Regions from separate parts of the Mus musculus genome. Here region 1 is linked to region 2. Evidence: chromatin contacts called from public Hi-C data. All regions are on one chromosome and are shown on one strand. The core of a region is the stretch at or near the end of the contact, and the rest is flanking DNA. Distances in the headings are between cores, read along the strand shown. Region 1 holds the start of Gm40515 (a long non-coding RNA gene). Region 2 overlaps Sorl1 (sortilin-related receptor, LDLR class A repeats-containing).

The links. A called contact is a pair of places that touch in the nucleus more often than the background predicts.
Region 1: a contact with region 2 is called in a Hi-C map of Th1 cells, with 4 times the contacts expected there. The contact joins two enhancer-like sites. A contact is called at or near these places in 4 of 39 promoter capture datasets (hematopoietic stem and progenitor cells, hippocampal neurons, pre-B cells and 1 more), 1 of 15 datasets of contacts at CTCF or cohesin (CD8 T cells), 13 of 484 Hi-C or Micro-C datasets (CD4 T cells, CD8 T cells, Th1 cells and 9 more), 9 of 115 datasets of contacts at active chromatin or transcription factors (CD8 T cells, Th17 cells, double positive thymocytes and 6 more) and 1 of 9 other capture datasets (embryonic tail).

What each region holds. Positions count from the first base shown.
Region 1 is chr9:42,236,217-42,242,657 of GRCm38.p6, forward strand. It overlaps Gm40515 (a long non-coding RNA gene), which reads right to left and starts at 5,412. Exons shown (of 2, transcript XR_870673.1): 1 at 5,205-5,412. Within about 2 kb of position 2,560, at least 17 of the 459 cell types and tissues checked have an H3K27ac peak or open chromatin away from gene starts, as enhancers often do. A contact at or near this core is called in CD8 T cells, Th1 cells, Th2 cells and 1 more, where this site is marked.
Region 2 is chr9:42,031,496-42,038,441 of GRCm38.p6, forward strand. Sorl1 (sortilin-related receptor, LDLR class A repeats-containing) reads right to left here. Exons shown (of 48, transcript NM_011436.4): 17 at 5,554-5,726; 18 at 3,948-4,079; 19 at 2,070-2,161; 20 at 174-420. It overlaps Gm16214 (predicted gene 16214), which reads left to right. Exons shown (of 5, transcript NR_165259.1): 3 at 1-266; 4 at 1,851-2,571; 5 at 4,581-6,946. Among named protein-coding and RNA genes, the nearest start is that of Gm16214, 12 kb to the left of the region's middle. Within about 2 kb of position 2,881, at least 47 of the 459 cell types and tissues checked have an H3K27ac peak or open chromatin away from gene starts, as enhancers often do. A contact at or near this core is called in CD8 T cells, Th1 cells, Th2 cells and 1 more, where this site is marked.

The sequences.
Region 1 (6,441 bases), core at 1,310-3,809, 200 kb after region 2:
AATGGTGAAATGAGATCTACAGGAATGTGGCAACTTTCTCACCTCTTCAAAGCCAGTAAGTGGCAAGAAGTGAGATCCAAAGCCAGGACTGTCAGTGAAAAATTGATATCCTCCTCCCCCTAAAGGCCAGCCTGTCCTAAAGCAGCGCTCTCTGAAGCTGTATACCAAAGAGACAAGAATGGGCAGGGAAGCCTAGGAGAGTCTTCCCTCGGAGTACATCCTCAGACAATTGCAAGAGTAGCATCCCTAGCATGCACCAGGCACGGATGGGTGTGTCATTTCTGGTCGATTAAATACGTGGGGGAGGGAAAACAAAACAGGAACAATGCTCAGGACTCACAAGGAAGCCCTCAGAAAGAGCAATCAGCTAGATTGTCACAAGAGAATGAGAAACTGGGAAGGTCACTGGTCATGATGAGGGCAACCATCTTGGTCATCACTGTTGAGTCCTCCAACAATATCTAACATCAGCTACCCAACCTCTGGGTCTTGGCTTGAAGCATCCCTTAGAGGAATGGTCAGAGTATTCGGGTCTTCGGATAGTCAGGATTAGCCTATAGGATTCAGGGTACTCGTGAAGTGCTGGAAGAGATAGGCATTTCTGTCTCGATTGTGGTAATATATCCATTCATCTAAGTGTGCATATTAAATATGTGCAGAGGTCTGTATGTCAGCGAAACCATAACTAAGCAGCCTAAAAGAAGCAAACCAATAAACAAATACACAAAGTTAATATGGTTTTTAAAAAGAGAACAGAAAAGGGAGAGGCCATGGTGGCATGTGTTTGTAGTTCCAGACACCAGAGAGACTGAGGTAGAGACACACTTGAGCCCAGGAACCAGAGGCCATGCTGGGCTACACAGTAATAGAATCACATCTCCTTTTATCCCATTGTGTGTGTGTGTGTGTGGTATATGCATGTGTATGTGTGTATATGTATATGTGTGTGTGGTATATACACGTGTATGTGTGTGTATATGTGTGTGTGGTATATGCATGTATATGTGTGTGTATATGTGTATGTGTGTGTGGTATATGCATGTGTATGTGTGTGTATGTGTGTTTATGTATATGTGTGTGTGGTATATACATGTGTATGTGTGTGTATATGTGTGTGTGTGGTATATGAATGTGTATGTGTCCATGTATATCCATGATGAATATGGACACATCAGTAGGAGTTCTTGGTATATGCTGCCAAACTCAGCCCCTTCTTTTCCTCTTCTTTTCTTCTTTAACATGGGTGCCGGGGATTCAAATTCAGCTCCCCCTAGTTTTTGTACAGCAAGCACATACCACTTGGGCATCCTCTAGCCCCCATACTCCAGTCTTGAAGAGAGTGATGCTCAGTAGCTCCGTGGAGGAGTGTGTGCACAGGATGGTGCGATTCAAGCCCCAGCACAATAAGAAAGAGGGTGAGAGGGAGTGGAGGATGGGGGTCAGGGAGCTCCAGGAAGGGAGGGGAGGAAGCGGTAAGGAAGCTCCTTCATTCATAAGCATTCCAAAATGTCAAGTTCACCTGAACACAGAACAACTGCTGGGAGGGAAATTCTGCAGAGACAATGGCAATGGAGTGGAGAACACACAGGCACACGCATACACACGTACAGTGTGAGCTGTTGTGAGCAGAACTCTAGCTCCTGCCTTGGAGGAGGCTTCCTGGTGCGTTAGGGGCCCTTCTTCAGGGGACAAGGGCTCCTCCTCTCTGAAGCAATTCCACAGGAGAGGATGCTGCTGCCTGCATCATTAGTTCTGCAGGTTTCACTGGATCCTGCGCTGAGGCTGAGACTGGAGAAAGGGCGTGCTTGCCAGTGTCCTCCCCTCCCCCACCATAGGCTCCACATGAATTCTGCGTGATTTATTTATCTTGCTCCATTTCTCTAAACGTCATTAGCTCTATTTGTGTCTGTCCTTATTGAACCACGCTGTGATGTTTAGTATACACTTAAAGTGGGTTCCGAGGAAAGCCATGTCGCTTATTGCCAGCATTTAATACAAGTATCTAATTAAGTTCAGGTTATTGTGTTAATTATCATCCGGATCTATAAAGTTTATTGGGCTTTCTGATTTTCATATCATTCCTCTGCAATTAGTGGTTATGTTCAAGTGTTCAGATTTTTTTTTTTAGAAAAAAAAATAGGTCTTGTTTCAATTCACCTCACCATTAGGTTTGATCATAAAATGTTTATTAGAGTAAGATGTGCAGTTTCACTTGAACTCTTACCTTTAACACACTCGCCATCATCTGTCAGGAGTGGATCTTTCACAGTGAGAGGTATACAATTATATCATCCTGCCGAAACCACGAATTCAGTTTGCCAAGATTGGTTTCAAAAGTATAACATTTGGGGGGAGTGGGTGTGTTGGAGAAAAGAAAAAGAAAGGGGGTAACCGATGTAATTATATTTGAATTTCAAAAACTGAGTATCATTTTCGGAATTTTCTAGTCCTCACACTACAGCATATATACTATTTAAAATAACCCACTTCAATAAGGGTTTCAAGCTGTCCCTCGACTAATGCAGAGAAGGCTCCGCCCAGAACCTGTGATGCTCACACAGAAAATGAAAGTTACCATGGGCTGGCTCTCAGACCCTTGCTGGTGTAGACACACATGGCCACACTTCTCTCCCAGCCTCCCCTGGCATCAGAAAGCCACTTCTCCTCTCTTCCACAGCCAACGCCTTCTTCAGAGATTGCTCTCAGTCTTCAGCTGACAAGATGTCTCAGGCCGAGTCTCTGAGCTGTTCTCCCCAGCCCACCATCAGGGCACTAACATCCTCTGAGGTTCTCCCACCACATCCTGTCTGAACCTAATCCCTACTAACACTCGGCTCTGTATCCCGCTGTCTCCTCACATCTCTGACTACATCTTGGCATCATTCACCATAGAGTCTTCTTCTGCTTGGCCCTTAGGGACTGCTGGAGATGCTGGCCCTGGCCTTAGGGACTGCTGAAGATGCTGGCCCTGGCCTTAGGGACTGCTGAAGATGCTGGCCCTGGCCCTGTCCCCCAGCTCTGCTCACTACCTGGGTTATGGCCACATATTGCTACTCTCAAATCTGTATCCCCAGCCTCATATCTTCATCTAGTCTGATCACCTGCCCAGATACCCTTTTCAGTGTCTTCCCATGATCCTTTTCTACGATAAAACTACCTCTTTCCAGAGCCCACCAAGTCCTTTGGAATCCAGCCTCACCTTGTTCTCCAGCCTCCCTTCCTTTCCAGCCTTCCAAAACTTGGCCACTCAGCCAAGCTGAATCACCCTCAGTATCTTCAGGGTTCTATACTCACTTCAAACTCCGACCTTCCCTCTGTCTTGCTCCCTCTCTGCTGATGACCCCTCTTGCCTGCCACCTTCATTCCCTTAGTATTAGCTGTGTGAGCCTTGGGGAGAGCATTCTACGGGCTGTGTTAGATCCTGCTGACCTATGACCCAACAGCACTTCGGTATATCACTTACTAAAATATTGAATATGCTTTTAATGTAGTCTTTACTGCTTGATTCCATCTTCTAGCTCAGCACTTGATAAATATTTAGGTTGGCAAAATGATTTCAGCTAAAGAATGAATCTAACTGACAGTCTCTTATCCTGGCTTAAGTGTTTGAGACCTGTGTGGGGGTGGACCTGGGCTCTCCTATCTGCTAATTAACTATTGTTTCCAAACTGACCTGTTCCTTCACTGCTGTTAGGCAAATTTATAAGATCCTGGAGGAAGAAGCTGCAACTCACAAAGACAGCTGTGCTGAGACACTGCAGTAAGACTCAGGATGAGCAATTAACCAACCAACCAACCAAACGAGCAAACAAACCAAATCACATATCTACCATCTGATTCAGGCAACTCCTAGATATTTTGTTTTCCTTCAGGTTTCCTGGGAAGCCACATGCATACTCTAAAGCCTGAATTAAGGTTGATAGGTGATCATGAAAAGAGTTTCCCGTCATCCAAAAAGATGTTTACTGTATTTCTAAATATGGCATCATTAATTCTTAGATTTAGCACTTGCCTAACATATGTGAGTCCCTGGGTTCTGTCCCTAGAGCCACAAGGAAAGAAAGAGCAAAGTAAGTTAATTTGTATTGGAAAATCAAAATTAGATATGGAGACATTTAACCTTCTAGAATTGAGACCAGTTTTTCTGCAAACCTCCTGGGTCTCTCTGAAGCTCTTGAAGACATTTTCTTAATCTCTCACTCCTGGCTCTTAATCCTGCTGTTTAGAATGTTACTTGCCCGGTGGAGTCCATGTTCCCTGCCTCTGCCCAGAGCTCATCGGGAAGACTCCATCTCAGATAAACAGAATTTTCCTTGCCAAGCAAAGACATCCTTCACTCAACCATGACTATGGAGAAAGCCATTCTGGTGTCCTACAGCCCCACTGGTGCAATCTTGTCCCCACGAAATGTGCGCACACATGCATGTTGGATTTTATTTGGGGATTTGTTGTTCTGTGGGTTTGCCTGTTGTCAATGAGCCAAGCATGGAACAGGGGAGCTTTAACAGCCTTTGAAAGGATCGCAGCAGAGAGCTGATTTAGGAGTCGGGTTTTCTAAAGACAAGAGAGGGAGTAGATGACCTTTCCGGAACCCTCCAGTCTGAAGGTTTTATGATTCCATTCACGTCCTCTGTCTAGACATGAAATGTGGACGCGCTTGCTTTTATGGCTGCAACCTGAGAAAAGTCTAACTGCGCCACCTACAGTCTCATCCTAGAAACTGCTCTGCTTCAGCCAGGAACAGTACCAAACCTACCCCCGATACGACCCCCAAAAAAGAGAGGGAGAAAAACCCACTGGAAAGAACACATTTCAGAGACTATCCCCCAAGAATAAACTTGTGTTCTTGACCTAACCTTTAAACAAAGCTGTATAATAACTCTCTGTAATTATTTATTCATATAGACAATAGAAAATTTCGCTCTTCCTTTGACAAGCAGAGACAAAGACTTGGAGCGGCAGGTTAGCCACCCATGATTACACAGGAACCATGCTCAGACCACATGCTTTGACTATGAACTGATACTGGCATTGTGCCTCTCCCACAGTGTAGTGCCAGCATCAAGCTGTGCTGGCACTGTTTCTCCCCTCACACACAGGTCTTACATGCACTGTTCTACATCCCAGGCAGCCTGAACCTATCGTGCACCTTCTGATCTTATCTTTGTCCTTATAAATGTCTCCCTCCCATTTCTGTAACTTACCAGCTCCAGAAGAGCTCATGGCAGGGCAGCATCTTTTTCAAACATGCCAAAACCCTGACCTGGATACACTCTAATTGTCTCCACCTCACCTCACGGAGCCTCTCTGTTCCTCCCAAGAATCAGGTTCAACATTACAGCCTCAGAGAGGGCATCCTTTGATGTCATGGTGGAAGCAGTATCCCTAACTCTGTCTTACTCATTTCCTTTAAATTTCAGGTAAGTGTATCTTAAAGATCCTTATTTATCTGGGGATGGAACATGAAGCCCAAAGCTCTGATCAGTATGTTGGGGGCTCTGGTTCCCACACCAGGCTCTTACTAACACTGTTGTCTTTCTGCCATGGTCCTAATTGATGGCTTCAAGACTGAGTGATTGGGAAAGAAGACAAGAGGAAGAAGGAACACTTCCAAACCACATGAAGTTGTCTTTCCTAGCTCCCACCTCAAAGAGAATAAGAAAGAACTTATTTTGGACCTAAATGTAAGTGACTACAGTCCAAGAACACAGATTCATGTTGCCACAAATACTGTGCCCCGATGTGGTAACAGTTTTATCAAATTCCTATTGCAACAGAACAAAGAAAGTTATAAATCAAGAACTTTTAGAATACATTGGTGGGAGCATCAGACAGGTGGGTCTTACCAAATGTGGGAAGCTGTTATAGGTTACTTGTGTAATCTCATGGCACTCCTATCCTAAGCCAGTAGTTTGTTTCCATACTACATAAATAATGAATGACATTAAAGATGCTAAAGATAACCCAAGATAGTTTGGTTTGGACTGGTTACCTTCCAGCTCTCCACATTACAGAACGTCTCATTGATCAGTGATCCGATAGGGTTACCTCGCTAGCATTGCTGTGGCTTTTCCCCCTTGAAACTCCAGTTCACACTCTCCAAGCTCCACACCTGGGCCCACCATAGGCCCTTTCCTGCCCCCACATACCTGCCCTCTAATTACTATTCGTCTTAGTTAGGGTTTCCATTGCTGTGAACAGACACCATGACCCAGGCAATTCTTATAAGGACAACATTTAACTGGGGCTGGCTTACAGGTTCAGAGGTTCAGTCTATTATCGTCAAGTGCTACTCCCTCGGCTAAGCATGTACAAATCACCACATTCCACTCCCTGGTGCCCATAGGCTTGTTCAAACACAGGAGTCTATGGAGGCCATACTCAAACACAGCACAAGGCAAAGAACATTTAGTTCAACCTCAAAAGTCCCTATAATCTATA
Region 2 (6,946 bases), core at 1,631-4,130:
GTAAGCAGTGGTAGAAGCCTACATCTCTCCATGAAGGATGCAAACAAGTCTGTGCAGATTTGAAGGCACGGCGTTTTTAAGGCCTCTGGCCAACTGCAACAGCCCAACAGGCCTCAGCTCTCCGCCTAGCCACGTGCTTCCCCGTCTCTGGCAGACTGCGCGTGAGGACTCGCCTTAAAGACAGCGATGGCATAGGGGTGTGGGAGGCTGTCAAGGATGACTGAACGCTGCTGGCCACTGAAAGTGATGCGCTCGATACAGTCCAGGTAAGCATCCGTCCAGTAGATCCACTGGCTGTCCACAGAGATGCCATTGGGCCACTTCACGTCCTCTGACACAAGGCGGTAGGCAGCAGAGCCGTCCATGTAGCTCCGGTAAATCCCAGGCTTCAGGTCCCCCCAGTCAGTCCAGAACATCACCCTGGTCAATACAGGGACCACACAATCTCATCAGAACGACACAGGCCAGCCTTGATTCTACGTCTCAGAGGTAAGTAACCTCTCAAAGCCATCATTATCACTACTGCCTGTCTATATTTGACATGCAGTCACTCATTATTACTACCATCTATATTTGAGATTCATTCAGAAATGTAGTTGAACTTGACTCAAAAATTCACCTACTGAAGTCTGCCTATAATCACATTATTCCAATACTATACAAAGAGATCCACATATATGCATGCTAATCTAAATGCTAATTGGCAGAGGAAGTGATATGTAGTATTATACAATAGAATATACCTACTGCAATGCCCCCAGAATATTGTATCCAAAATAGTTTGAAATCTATCTATTGTATGTGCTACTTAGTTTTTGACAATGACACAAACTAGAGTCACCTCAGAAGGAGAAACTTCAATTAAGGAACTGCCTTTATCAGACTGGCCTGGAGAAAATCTGTGGGCCAGTTGTTGTTGTTGTTGTTGTTGTTGTTGTTGTTGTTGTTGTTGTTGTTGGATTCATGATTGATACAGGAGGGTCCAAACCTCTGTGGGCAGTACCACCCTGGGCAGGAAGCCGGCTGAGCAAGCCACTGGGAGCAATCCAGTAAGTGTGGTCTCTGTTTCAGTTCTTACCTCAGACTGCCTCAGGGAGGGAGTATAACCTGCGAGCAAAATAAACTCCTTCCTGCCACCTCGGTTTTCATCCATGTTCTTACCGAAGCAACTAAACCGCTGTGTGTGCTCTGATAAGCCGCTGTCACTCAATGTGCATGTCCGCTGACTGGCAGGAAATCACAAACAGACTGATTCTATCTGACAAGTCGTGTGTGTCACTAAGGGGCGCTGTATTTAATGATCATGATTGAACACCAGTAAAAAGACTCTGAATAATGCAAGCAAAAAATTAATTGTGGCTATTATGCATGAGTAATGCTGACTATTACGTAACAGTGATGTGATTGCATCCCGAGGATGTAGGAGGATGAAGGGTGACGAATGAGAACAGGGCAGACTTAAGCATCCTTTCAAGGTCTTCTCTTTTAATATCTGCAACCAAGCCCATAGATTTCTTTTAGAGTGTCCTTTTAAGAATAGTGTTAATTCTCAATCATAAATACACACAGAAAGAAAAGCTAGCACAGCATTTCCTTCTTAGTAATTTTTGCTGTGATGAAGGAGTTAGTGAAAAGCAGTCGTGCGTACCCCAAGTGCACAGTAATTTTAAGTAAGAAAACTTGCACACGCTGGGAGTTCTGTGTGTGAGAGTGACTGGTCGAATTAAATGTTTGTGAGATTCACGGAACTCGAGATTAAAAAAAAAAAAAATCCTTACAATTTATCAGTGGCCTGACTGGTTTACAAAGACTCTCTTTCATGTTACCTTTTCTATTGAAACACCCCACAGATGTGAGACATCTGGAGACCATAAGAGAGTCGGATGCTTTCTAATGAAACACACAGAGTTATCGGACCACGACAAGCAAGCTATGGCTTCAAGAGCCTCAGTCAACAGGTTATCTCCCCCATGATCACCAGAAGCAGAAACCTGGCCTCACATTTTCACTTTCATGAGCATCTCTTACAGCAGTGGGCGTGACGCTGACTCCCCGTAAGGAACACTTACCCTTCTTGGGGTACAAGGACTAAAGCCCTGGGTCGATCAAGCACAGAGGAATTGACGATTGTCAGTCGGAAGTCACCATCTGGATTAGCTACCTGACAAAACAAAGGGGGTGGGGGAAGGAGAGAGATCTAAATTCCTTACAAAGCCCACAAAACCAAAGCCCTCCAGGGGCCCTGCCTCTGGCACACTCTCCACACCTGCCCTCTACTCCCGGGTCTCATTCTAGAACCACTGGGGAGCCCGCCTTGATTCCCAATCAGAAGGCACTCATCGTGTCCCTGGCTGAGATAATTCCCACGTGGGCCGAAGGAGCAGCTAGAGCTGTGTGCTCTCTGACGCCAACCCCGGAGCATGACAACTTGCGCAAAGGTGACTGTTGTGGTCCCTTGGAGTCCAAGAACGCTTCAGTGCTTGCATACAACCCTCACACAGCTTCCTGCCTGTTCTAAGCCACCCCTAGATCACCTGTAATTCCCACGACAGTGCTGGTGCTAAGTAGTAGGTGAGTTGCTCAGGAATGGAACAACAGGAAAAGATGTCTGCACACTCAGTACTGTCTTGGTTTTGTTTTGTTTTGTTTTTTACTATTTTCGATTCGTGGATATGAAACCACAGATTTGGAGGGCTGACAGAACGACTCTATATGCCAACCACTTCTGCCAGGGTCCTGAGAGGATTCCCCTCCGGCATCAGGCTCAACTCGGGAGTCCCCAGAAGCTTCCCCACTCTCTTCCCTCTCCACGTTATCCACTCCCCAAGCACACGATCGATCGAGAGACTTGCTTCCTGTTCTTAGCAGAAGGACAGGTTTCTTTGTCTCCTTTCCACTGAGCTGCTTCCTTTGTGTGGTTTCTGTTTGCTTTAAGACAAGATCTCTGTGTATCTCCAGCTGGTCTTTTAACTTACTATGTAGCCCAGGCTGCCCTCAAAATCTTGATCCTCCTGCCTCAGCTAAGTGCTGGGATTGCAGGAATACACCACCATACCTGGCTCCTTTAAACTAAAAGCTAATCAGAAAGAGAATGCGTGTGTCCTTTCCTTGCTCACTGTGTCATTAAACACAAGACCAGGACTGACATGTATCCTGCACCAAATGGCACTCGTTTAATGACTAAGTAAATGAGACTCGTCCTCACACTTGAGGAAAAAGAAGTTCCAGGAAGCCCCCTGCTGCATGTGTCTCAGCTAGCAGGATGATGCATGGATCCAGGGCAGCCTCCCGAGCCTCTGTCTCCATCTCACTACATGTCACGCAGCTCCCTGTGTCTCCCGACTTTGTGTTTTCCCATTAACCTGCATGTCACATCCCCATGCAGTGCCAGTAGCAAGAACTACGGGGCTCAGTATTGCAGGGCCTCGGCAGTAGCCTGCGAGGTAGGGGGCACTGATGATTCTTCAGTACACTACTCTGGCCAGTTTACAGGCCCCTCATCCATCCCCCTCGTGTAACCGTGGCTATAGGTGGAACAGGTTCCTGGGAAGCTAATAGATAGGTAGAGATCAATACGGATAATAACAGAGACATTGTTGTTTTCGATAATAACGGACTGTTATTGTTATGATGATTACAACGGTGTGAAATCATCAGCATTATTGTTGCTATATGATGCTTCTGCTAGCCAAAGTACAAACATTCATGTATCTTAAATGGCACCTCGGGTTCCATTAAATGGTCCTCACATGGATTCCTCAAGACTGCGTACATCCCGAGATGACCCCCCTTCACCCCTTCAGAGGTTTGGCCAGTTTAGGCCCTGAAAACCCTGGGGAGATTTCCAGAGTTATATGACACACTGCTTCCTATTTTTGTGTCAAAGCTGGCTCAGAGCCCAGTGGCTCCACCTGCTTGCTTAATGAAGAGCACAGGAATAACCATACCTCGATCTTTTTAAAGCCGGCATCCACCCAGTAAAGTAATTGGCTGAGGGGTTCGAAGGCCAAAGCCTCCACGGTCTCCAGGCCGGAATTGATGATCACCTCCTGCCCTGTGCTCCCGTTCAAGCAGAGACGCTAGGAAGAGAAAGATGTAATCAGCAGCTGACTCAAGGCTAGTCCGTCCCTCAGCAGTAGCCCTGCTCTTCATTAGTAGTCCTTCAGCTAGCCGGTTTGCCAAGGTCACAGGGTTTCATAGGAGTAAATGTGCAGATACAAGAAGATGTGTTAACAGAATGACAAACAGAACCTGATCCCTTTCTATGACTGTGTGCTATTATTATAAACATGGATTACTAAACTACGGCCCCTCTCAAAAGAATGCTCTTTTTACTAAGACATGGGAGTCTGCTGTGTTTATGATAAATGAGAAGACAGGTTGCAGCTCCTTTTACTTCTTCTGTCTCATATAGTCTTTATCCCTTGCACAGCTCTTGGCCATCGGGTCACTGTTGGGGCAGTTACACCCAGTGGTCTCCCCTAAGCCCAACCCTCACAATGTAAAACTTACATATGGATTTGGAATTAAGGATACAATGAGTAAATGTGATAGAGCTCTTTTGCTTTCTGTGACCCTAGGGACGCCTGCTCACTAGATAAATGATCTACCACCGAGCTGCACTCCCAGGTTCACTTGGGGATGGAGAGACGGCTCAGCAGTTTAAAGTACTTCCTGCTCTTGCAGAAGAAAGTTCAGTTCTCAGCACCCACATGGCAGCCAGCCAAGCATGTGTCGCACAGTTCCAAAGGACACTTCTCTTGGCCTCCCCTGGCACCACGCATGTACATGGCACACAGACAGACAGACATGCTGACAAAGCACCCATCATAATAAAGTAAAATAAAAAAAAATAAACCTTTAAAATGCATATATTTGAACACAGGACTATACAGTTAGTATCTAGCCTATCTAGAGGTCTTTAAAAACTATAGCCTTAACCTGTTATGTGTATGTTTATGTACGGCTGTGTGTATGCAATTATGTATATGTGTGTGTGGCTGTCATTGTTGTGTGATTGTTCTATTTTTGTGTCCTGATCATTGAGCCTGGGGCTTTATGTACACTAGGCAAATGTTGATCCACACAGCTTTATCTGCCCTGAGTATCTGGGCTGAATAAATTCTCCCGTCCTAGCCTCCCGCCATGCCCAGGCACTTCATGGTTCTTTTCAGAGTCCAGGAGAGCTAGAGTGGGTAATTATGTGGACTGAAGATAACTGGAATGTCACTACACTTTGACAGGGAAGGGAAGAGGCTAACAAGGAAGGTGGCAACTGACAATCACATTACCATCCCCAGCATCTTTCTAGCAGGAAACTAAGACCTTAGATGCAGTCAAAGATTCAGATTTGGGACATTCTTTATCTTTCTCATAAGGAGCAGAGATAGGCAGGGAAAAAACTGCAACAACAGAAAACTGCAGTTTCGTGTAACAGCCCAGAGATGGGTTACCATGTGCAAACCTCTGCCTGCTCACCTTGCTTGAAGCCTGTCAGGACTGGGCAGTCAAAAACCACAGCCTCCAGACTTAACCAAGGGCTTAAGGACTCACCTGGATGGTGTCCAGCGCCAGGTCAGACCAATACAAGCAGTTGCGTTCATAGTCAAAGTCCAGGGCCACAGCCGCCCGCAGCCCCGAGAGAGGAAGCTGCTCTGTGGCTCCCGAGGCCAAGTCGTAGCGGTAGATGGACTTGCGCATGGCGTATAGGATGAACTCATTCTCTTCTGCAGACATAAAGCAAGCAGGATTGCCAGGGATGCTGAGGATGGCCAAGCAGGCCTGGCCTCCATCCTTCTCACACACAAACCCCAACCCATATTGTCACAAGGGTAGATCAAGTGTCAGAGACTAGGAATCTAGACTTAGGACACAGAAGAAAATCACATGTCTAACCCAGCAATTGTATTTCTTTATGTTTTGTTACACTGTAAAAACAGCAACTAACAACATTTCAACATCTATATTTCTGAGTTCTGCCTTCAGTCACACCTGTCAACGTAAGTGACAGGCCAGTCACTCCACATCCTATCATGTGACTGCTCCATCGCGCCATTACCTTGGTGACTACTTGGGGACTACTAAAGCCTTCCAACCAAGTTCCCCACGCAGGATGCTCACTCATACATTACTATCCCCAATGACCTGTGATGCTTTCGGTCGGCCTGATAAGTTTCCAAAGCAACAACATATGTTGTTGAGCGATTACAGAACGTCCGACAGAGCAATTACTGTTCCGTTTCTGCTGAACAAATGTTTACTTCCTATGCACCAGGCATGGTTTAATCCTCAAAACACCCCTGAGATAGAAGAATGAATATTAATTTGCTTAAGGACACACAGCTAGGAAGCAAGTAGCCCAGATGCAGAGCCCGGGCTTTAGCCTTTATACCACGCTGCCTTTAACGGTGTGGATGCTCACGATGCCACTCTTCAAGGCACATAGAGGATCAAAGTGCTTTAGAATTTTACCTAATGGTGGACAGCCAGTGATTTAAGGCCTAACACCCTCTCTTTGTACTTAGAAAATAGCGCAGAAGTCATCACGGCTCTTCCTCAGGAGGGCAGAGGAGCAGTGAGCATCTCTAGCTATAGCACCCATGGAACCTCTGGGTAGTGGAACACACAGAGATGCCTGAGGGTGGCGAGACTCGGAAGGATGTGCAAGCTGCACGCCCTTCAGCATCACTTACGCATCACCGTCTACTGGCTGTTAGTCTGCATCATTTGCGATACCTTGTGTAGCCAGCAGGTTTTAAAAGGAGCCAATCTAGATGCTGGGGAGAACAAAACCCACAGTGGTTTCAGATGCTGCTTCTTGAGTGTGGGCCTGTCCAGATGTTTGTGACTTGTGTCATTTCTCCAAATAGACTAACCATAAGAAAAACTCTTTATAAAAATGTAAAGCATCTACTGATGCTATGCTACATGTGGGATCAAGATGCAA